Regions from separate parts of the Mus musculus genome. Here region 1 is linked to region 2. Evidence: chromatin contacts called from public promoter capture Hi-C data. All regions are on one chromosome and are shown on one strand. Each heading gives the region's core, a stretch centred on a gene start, on an enhancer-like site or on the middle of the called end of the contact. The rest is flanking DNA. Distances are from core to core; before and after follow the strand shown.

What was found. Capture Hi-C pulls out chosen DNA fragments and counts their contacts.
Region 1: a contact with region 2 is called in a promoter capture Hi-C map of adipose tissue. The contact joins the promoter of E030011O05Rik here to the promoter of Rasa2 in region 2. A contact is called at or near these places in 9 of 39 promoter capture datasets (the 3T3-L1 cell line, 3T3-L1-derived adipocytes, embryonic stem cells and 5 more), 10 of 484 Hi-C or Micro-C datasets (B cells, CD8 T cells, embryonic stem cells and 4 more), 9 of 115 datasets of contacts at active chromatin or transcription factors (CD8 T cells, the SCID.adh cell line, bone marrow-derived macrophages and 6 more) and 3 of 9 other capture datasets (adipose tissue, liver and pancreatic islet).

Annotation. Positions count from the first base shown.
Region 1 is chr9:96,751,366-96,755,956 of GRCm38.p6, reverse strand. It overlaps E030011O05Rik (RIKEN cDNA E030011O05 gene), which reads left to right and starts at 3,126. Exons shown (of 4, transcript NR_015511.2): 1 at 3,126-3,572; 2 at 4,574-4,591.
Region 2 is chr9:96,629,958-96,634,370 of GRCm38.p6, reverse strand. Rasa2 (RAS p21 protein activator 2) reads left to right here and starts at 2,868. Exons shown (of 24, transcript NM_053268.2): 1 at 2,868-3,007. The coding sequence starts at 2,878.

The DNA of each region.
Region 1 (4,591 bases), core at 1,877-4,376, 120 kb before region 2:
ACGATAAAAGCAACTAACACAGCACAGCGATCTTTCTCCTTGGTATCCGTCCAAGAGAAACAAACGCTTACGTACATGCTTGCTCTCATGTGCATACACGCACACACCTCCCGGCAACAATAACCTTGTACACCAAAGTCCATGGCAATATTGTCCATTACACACCTGCAATCTCAGCAACTCAGGCTGATGTAGGAGAGCTCTCAGTTCAAAGTCAGCCTGGGACACAAAAGAAAGGATTTTTTTTTTTTTAATGCTGGGGATATAGCTCAGTGGTAGAACACTTGCCTGGCTTGTGTGAGACTCTTAAGTTCAATCTTCTGTATTGTACAAAGAAAGAGGTGGGAGAATTCAAACTTTCACCAACTGATTCAAAGATAATAAACAAAATGTCTTGTACTCATACAGTAGAATATTCCTCAGATTTAAAAGGAATAGGCATGGAAATATTCTACAGCATGGACACACTCTGAAGGCACCATGCTATGTGAAAGAAGCCAATCTGGACGGGCCATATACTACATAATCCCACTGTGTGAACCACCACAGGAGGGAGATCCCTAGAACTGGAAGGGACACTGGTGGTTGCCCATGGCTAAAATATACATGTTTCTCTTGGGGGAAATGTGTGATGAAAATGTTGTAAAAATAGATTATGTGCATACAAATGTGCTAAATACATGTAAATATATTAAAATCCATCAAATTACCTTTTAAGTGGGTGGACTTTCTGCTACATAACCCATATCTTAACTGTGTTTTTTAAGACTGAAGAAAGTGGGAGAAGTCAGAGGCAAAAAGTATAGACAGGTCTGAAGAATTCCTTAAAGGTTTTCCAGAAAATTAGCAATATACAGTTATAGACTATAGTCAGAAAAGAGGTTTCCCCAGCAGGGTACAGGCAAGGAGAGGTCTCTGGGAAACTTCTCTGTATCTCTAAGGGTTGGTCTGCTCAATTCCCTGGCTTTATCCTCTCTCTCTCTCTCTCTCTCTCTCTCTCTCTTTCTCTCTCTCTCTCTCTCTCTCTCTCTCTCTCTCTCTCTCTCTCTCTCTCTCTCTCTCCCTCCCTCCCTCCCTCCCTCCCTCCTCCTCTTCCCTCCCCTCTCCCCCTGTTAGCATCAACCTCAGCATCTGCAAAGCAAGGTTCTGCAGCTTGCTTTAGTTTACTTTTGCTTTTCTTTTCCTTCTCTGTTTGCCCTGTCACTAGGTACAGTGGAAAACAGTGAACCACTAGTCTTCTTATTAAAGAAATAAAGACTGGTGTCTGTGGAGTGGGCTAGACCACCCCCCCTCCCCGCCCCCTGCCCCACCCTGTCCCCAGGGAAGCAGAGCAGAGAGGCACCGGTGGCACTTCTGTAGACACTGGCTGTTATCACTTCTCCTTTGATGAAGAGCATGCGGGGTTCTCCTCTGAGATTATCTGCTAATTCCACGGATCCCAACTCCACTAAACAAGCGTGATTCCCGAGAATCACGGAACGGAACCAGAACCGCAGAGCTCTCAGGAAAAGGTGCTCACCAGAGGCAGGCTCTATGAGCCATGGTGAGAGGTCCCATGACCTGAACCTGCCCCGCCTCCAGAGAGAGGAAACACTATGAAACCACAGTCACTGATACCTAAGTCTCCAGTGCCTTTCCTACAGGGCTGGAAATTCCTGACTTTTGTCTTCCTCTTGAAATGAGGCATTGGAGAGTCATGGAAAAGTACAAGACAGAATCACAAGCCACCACCGTGGAGAAGGTGCCAAGGAGCCCATCCTGATGGGGACCCAAGTCTTGAGCAGACTTTCTTCCTGACACCCCTGCCTTGGCACTTAGAGCACAGCAGGGGCTCTCAATGTGATCTAGCCTCATCACTATTCCCAGTGGGACAGAGATAGCCTAAGAACGGTGCTGCTTCTGTTAGGCTGAGGCCCCTTCTTGTCCTCAGAAAACACATTTGCTTCACCTCCTCATGTGGGCCTTCCAGTTCTCCAGAACATTCCTGTGTCCTTTCCCCCTTAGCTTTCCAACCTGCCCAGGCCCAGCCCTTTAATCTCACTGCTGCACGTGGAGTTCAGGAAGACAACGGCGAGGTGGCCATGGCTTCCTCTGAGGTGCTCTGCCTGCCGTAGCTCTCCCACCACACTCCAGAGCTTCGGCCACTGGGCTTCCCTTGCTTTGTCTGGCTCCAGTTTCTCAGGACAGACCGGTCGCTTGTCAAGCCTGTGGTATTGGCCCATCAAGAGCACAGGAGGCCTACCTCACCTAGATAGAACATACCTGATGGGTCTGCAGTGTTCCTGTAGGGTTGGCCAGGTTTCAAGACCTTTATTCTTGTCTTTCCTCCCCTGGGAGGCGCATCAGTCGGCAGCCCTTCATTCACGCCAGCCTCTCAACTTGGAAGCTAAAAGAGGATTTGAGGTCTGACAACCCAGGCTCTGCCACTGATTAGCTGTGAGACTTAAGAGACGAATCTGAGAACCCGTTTCCTCATCTATAGATGTAGGAAGCACAGCTTTGTCACAAAAAGTGAAATACTGACATAAAGTATTTACCGTGGAGACTTAAACATTCACAGTAAGTTTTCAGTATATGCCCTCCACATTTATTTTAAAGTTTTCATTCAACCACTCACTCACTCACTCACTCACTCACTCACTCACTCACTCATTCATTCATTCATTCATTCATAGTGTACTTAGTAAGCTTCATGCCAGGTACTGGGGTATGACTAGGTCTTCCAAGACAAAAGCCACTGAGACCCAGGCTGAAGAGAGCAGAGAGCTGAGGCCTGCTTCCACAGCACATGGAGAAGCAAACACGCCCCAAGCACTGGGGGCTGCCCAGGGACAGTGACAGTGAGTCCATCTTTCCTCGTCTTTAAATACCATTAAGACTCTGCTAAGGTGAGAGCTACAAGAAGGAAGATACGTGATAGGGGAAGTGAGAGGGTCCTGGGGGAACCCCTGTTCTTCCAGGCTTCTCGGTTACAGAGAGTGGTCTCACCCTGGCTGTACAGGAGGGCGATGCCCTTCAGGGAGGCCTTGTTGAATCTGTCTGGGACTGTTCCGGAAGGAGGAAGGGAGGCGGGTGGGGCGGGGAGACAGCTGGAATGTTCTGGCCTGCTGTTCAGCGCAGCCAGCCTGCAAGAGAGGAGGGCCTCTGGACATCAAAGGTTCCTTTTGTCCCTTTCCGAGTGGCAGGGCAGCCGGGCCACTGGCTATGACTCAGGCCTGGCCCTGACGTCACCCACGGCTTGCCACTGGCCTCGGTTTGCAGCCAGGAACCTGGCCAGGGAGTGGTTCTCATAGCGGCAGCAAATCTCAAAACCGGGAGCTCACTGCTGTGCTCTCCCCATCTCCCCACAACCCATCTTAACCTTTTTTCTTCTTCTTTTTAAGCCGTAAGGCGGCCTTTTCTTATAGATCAACTTTCCAAATCTAAGCAGTCAGAATGAGTGACGTCATGAGAAAATTATGTGGAGCACATCTCAACCAGGAGTTGAGGAATCCAGAGGACGAATGCGGTTGGTAACTCCTGAGCCCAGGGAGTTGGCAGAGTGTGGGCTTCCAAGGAGCCAGCACCTCCGAGTAAGTGAAGGCCCACCCTTAGCCCCTCAGTCATGGCCCAGCATTATGGGCGCCATCTTGCTCCTGAGAGCTGGGCCTGGCAGGCCGAGACCCAGAGAGGGTGTGGGGACAGCCTTTGGGACTCTTTCTAAATACAGCCTCAGAGGGGCCTGCTCTCTCTCTCTTCCCCACAGAGCCAAACAAGAGTGCAGAAGCAAAAGCTACTCAGGGGGAACACCAGGGACCAGGCTCCTCGTTTTCTCTCCCAACCTGAGCCCTGCTTCAAGAAGGCCAAAATGTTTGTTTGGGGGTCTGGACTGCTTGCTTCATGGATCTTCTATGGGGTGATGAGACTTAAAAGCAAGCCCCATTCTAGGCAAACATATGCTGCCAAATAGTACTTTCCCACTTTGGGGGCCTGGGGGAAGAATGGCAAGCCTGTTAGGAAGGGTCCTCAGTCTGCCATGGGAGCTTGTTCACCACTCAGGCTGATGCACCTTCATCGTCTCAGGGCTGTCCTGGTTAGGGTTCTTTGTTTCCTCTTAACGCTGCCGCGGGGAGGTTAAGCGCAAAGGTGAAACGTAGGTTGTCTGTTTTAGTTTTGTCTAAAACCTCCTAGGTCTAGGCAAAACCTGTCATTTATATGTTCTAGAAGTTTCTACTCAGGAAATTTCAGTTTCTGTGAAAAGCATTTTATGCACATGCATGAGAACTGCGGAGCAGACAGGCATAGATATAGATTTCCCTCTGTTCTTCTGGCTTCTCAAGTCACCTCCCGAGTGAGCGTCTATTTTCTGTGTGTTCTTCATTAATGTATGAAGAACAGCACACTGTCTGTTCTTCATACATTAATGTGGTTTCGGGCACTATAAAAAATGGACCTTACTTTAAGGCAATGCAGAAGTTTGTCATTTAATGGAAACACAAATTCATTGTGAACAAACTCCCTGTGTGATTAACTATCGCACTTTAATATATGGTTTGTAGGTCTTGTGTTTTACTTTTTAAATATAATTTTACAGACCGAGCTGTCTTGAATT
Region 2 (4,413 bases), core at 1,619-4,118:
AATTTAAAAATTGAATTAAATAAAAGGAGTTTGATGGAGGTACCCTGTGAAAGTAGATAAAACTTGCGCAGAGAAGCTAAAGGTCATCAAATGCAAACCCTGTGCTGGGAGTGGACCATTTCTGTTGTTGGTCCCACAGGCCCACCAGGCTTCCAAGCAATATAAGCAATCACCACTGTGGTTGGTAGCCCACCAGAACTAGACTTGTGAAGCCGAAGATACATGTGCTGAAGAGACCACAGGGCATACAGACATCAAGGTGAGGCAGAGAAGGCGCTTCCTCCCAGCTAGCTAACCCCTCATCATGCCAGAAGGTGCTATTCAGGCTGCTGGTAGAGAACTGTCATCAGTAATCTTACTCAGCTGGGGTCCCTGCTTCCTACATCACTGACCTGCCAGGCAAAGGGCACCTACTGACACACTAGTGGGAAGTCTGCTATGGGGGTGACCAACCACTTCCTGACTGCAACTCCTTCAGAGGAAATTCACATCTGGTACTATAAACCTGTTAAAAAGCCTATGGCTGGGGAAGTCACAGCCCCAGTAGGGCAGGTACAGATGTTGTTCTGCTAAACAGATGTGATGTGTGCACCAAGTTGCTTTCCAATAATTGTGCTTGTGCATAGGAATTCGTGAGGATGTCATGTTTGCTTCGAGAAGTCCACCCCCTCATGGGCAGTATTAAACGCAGAGATTCATAACTAGTCACTGAGAATAAAAAACTGGATGCTCAGCCTTAAATAAGACCTGTATATCACCCCCCCTCGGAGGAACGTTGAGGAAAAGATGGGAGAAAGAGTGTAAGAGTCAGAGGATAGAGTGGAGTGTGGTGGAATTTTCTTGGCATGACATGACATGGCTGTCACATTTTTTGTACAAAGATATTTCTATTTGTATGTGTATGAGTGTTTACTTGCATGTATGTATACCATAATGAGTGCTTAGTGTCCCTGAAGGTCAGAAGGAGTAGGATCCCCTGGAACTAGAGTTACAGAGCATTGTGAGTTGCCACTTGGGTGCTGGGAACTCTTCTCTAAGTGCTCTAAACCCTTCAGCCATCTCTTCAGCCATTCTACCTGACAGCAGCTGTGGTTGTCTGTACTATACAAGATCCGTGCAATACTGGGAGCCAACATCCTGTGGTAGGGTGCAGGAGGATTTACAAGGATTTTTGACAGTTGACGGTTGCCGGAAGAGACATTTTCTTCAGTAGTACAGCCACTGTTAAGTTTCCTGTGCTCCTGTAATTAATCTCTCGTCTATGCTTCTGGAAACAACTCTCATAAACTCATTGAACTAAAAAAAAAAAAAAAAAGTCTTGCTGGTGTGATGACTCAGTGATTAAAGGTTCTTAATACCAAACCAGATGGCCGGGTTAATCCCTAGGAAACCCACGGTGAAAGGAGAACCACCTCCCAACAGCCATCCACTGACCTTCCAGGGGATTGGAGGGGAAGAAAGCCAGCTGGGAGGAGAGGAAGGGGGTGCAGGGGATGTGGACGGCGATGAAGAGGGTATTGAATACTATGCATACATTAAACATGTGTATGAAAACGGTATCACACCATGACTGTGTATAAGTAAGACATACCAATAAAGCATTAAACGTTTTAAAATAGAAAAAGCCAGTCTCTGGCCTGTGGTGTGTGAGCTCTGATTTGGAAAGAAAGGGAAATACCATTTGGAGTTTCTGTTTGAAACAACAAAATGCCTGGAAGGAGAGGTAAGCTCACTTTCTCCAAGGCTGTATGGTACAGGACAAGGGGCACCCTCATGCATCACCAGCTGGACTGGAAGTATTGCTCGGTAGCCTAAGACATCCAGCAAGCTTAGGTCACTCCGTCTGCCTGACTGGCCTTGGCACAAGTGGCTTCTGGGCTTGCTTGTCGTCTGTTCACTCTTCCCAGGCAGGCTCTCCTTGACTCTGTTTCCACAACTTGCTTCTTCTCTCTGTGTGCCCTTCCAGGTTGAGGTGCTCATGGTCTTGGCGCCTTCTGCCCCGTCTTTTTGCCCTAGGGCCATTCCTATATGTCTGAAAACATTCCTTGACTGGCTGACTCTAGCACCTGGCAAAGAACAACCCTGCTCTATTAAATCAGTTTCTTCCTTCTTAGGGCAGCGCAGTTAAACCTCAGGACCAGGAAATCATCCCTCTCCTCACATACCAGGGTGTTATCCACACAGTTTACTCACTGTAAATAGTTCCCTTAAGATAGTGGCAACAACTAGTTGAAGATTTACAAACTTCCCAGGGCCAATCTACTTTCTAAAAAGCCTGCTTCTGGGAGTGGGAAAGAGGTCACCGTTCCGATTCTGAAATGCAAAACTGGTGATAAACTCAAAATTTCTCTGGGTCTCAGACAGGACTGGACGGAGTCTGTGGTCCTTTTCTTGACCCAACTTTTTGCAGAGCAATGTTCCCAGAGCAAAGGTTGAGTATGTGGTTTGTCCCCCACGTGCCGCACTGCGGGAGCATCTAGACACCGCTGGAAGAGTCTCTAATACATCTCTTGACGTTTGCCAAAATGCCAAACTTTTTCCTGGAACCTGGAGTCATTCTGACTGGGGACTTTTCTTTTCCTTGAGCATCTGGGGACCTAGAGGTCCGTTCGTGGGGGACGTCCAATTCTCAGGGTTCTGGGGATCACAGCAGGGCCAGGGTTTTCCTCCTTGTGGGGGTTTCAGAGCGCCTCTCGCGACTTGCCCAGGGAGGCAAGGCGAGGCGGATGCAGGGCGGGCACGGCGCGAGGGGCGGGGCGAGTCAGCCCGAGGCCGAGGCGGGGCTACAGCGAGGCTCGATCCGGCCTAGGCCTCGCTCCGGCTCCGCCTTGCCCGGCTACGCAGGCGGTAGGGCTGGGGTAGGGGCCGGGCGGCACCATGGCGGCGGCAGCGCCTGCTGCGGCGGCTTCTCCCGAGGCGCCGGCCGTCTCGGGCAGCGCAGACCCGGAGACGGGAGACGAGGACAGTCGTGAGGTCCGAGTGCTGCAGAGCCTGCGCGGCAGGATCTGTAAGCGGGGCCGGGGCTGAGGGGACCCCCGGGGCGGCGCGGAGGGTGGGCGGCGGGCACGCGCGGGGGTGGCGGCACCGGCGGCCGCCCGGGACTGGTGAGACTGGATGGGGGTGTGTTGGGGGGAGGCGCCGCGTCGACCGACTGCCCGGCGCGGGTCGGGGCTCCCCCTCGGAGCGAGCGGGGTGAGGACCTGCACGCGCGGACCGGACCGGCGCGGCGCGAGGGGCGCTGCCTGGAGCGCGGCCTGGACGCGGGAGCCCGGGGCGCGGCCGGGGGCGCGCGGAGTTTCCGGCCTCCCTCCGACGCAGGCCTGCGGGCGGCCGCGGACGACGGGAGCGGCCCGAGGTGGGAGCCCCGTGGTAATTACAAGGGAGGCGCGGCTGGAGGAGGGAGGGAGGCCGGCTGCGGCGGGGCGGGGCCGGGCCGGGCCGGGCCGGGCGGCGGGCTGAGGAGGGGGTGTGAGCTCCCTGGGGCTCCTCTGCCAGTGCGAGGTTGAGGCGGGCGCTGGGGACTGCGGGAGCCGGTGGCGGGGGCTCCGGTGGGCGAGGCTGCGCGGGCGAGCGGGGCGCCCGGGGAGCTCGGGCGGGACACCTGTGCCCGCCCCACCTTGCCGCGGCGGGGACTTGAATCGAGAGCCGGCGTGACTGACGGTGACTTGGGGCAGGATGTAGTGGCTTCCTGTGAGCAGGTCTCAAAACTCAGTCATCCAGTCCGCGCTCAACCCACTTGATTCTCTCCCGTGCATTTGTGAGAGCCGCACCGATGAGTGTAGACTCTTACTCAGAGACGGGCCAGTTCGTTTGTCATTGCTATCCTTCCTCTTTAAAACGACCCTTTGATATTAGATCGACTTCCCCCAGCTTATTGAGATGGTCCCTTTTCACTGTATGACTGGCGAATCAGTAGAGTTTATTGTTACTTTAGTTGAAAACCTTTTTTAATTCAGATTATTTTATCCCCAGAATGAAATCGGTCTCCTAAATAATGCCTGGCTATAAGAGATATTTTATATGTTGAAAATTCAATTGTGTTAGAATGGCTGATACTGCTCTTTCTTTGGCAGAGTATAAACTTTAATTCTTAAATCTCGATGCTTCTTTTGGATTCTCCCACTTGAGTTTTTGATGTTACTCCCCTTTCAAGGATTTGGAATTTTATTAAAACCCCAGGAGCAAGCATGTTAAATGTTACTTTTCAATTCCCTGACGTCATCCTGGGACTCCCAATTCAGACACTTTTAAGTATTAAAACTTGGGAAATTACACCAGAGCAGTGGGTGTTTTGTGCGTCTTAAGTTCCCAGTATTTTAAGTTACTTTCTTAGGGTGTAAACTTTTCACAAATTAGCTTTCTTACAGTTAATATTTGCATGTATGTAATGTTTGGGAAAAGCCAAATACACTA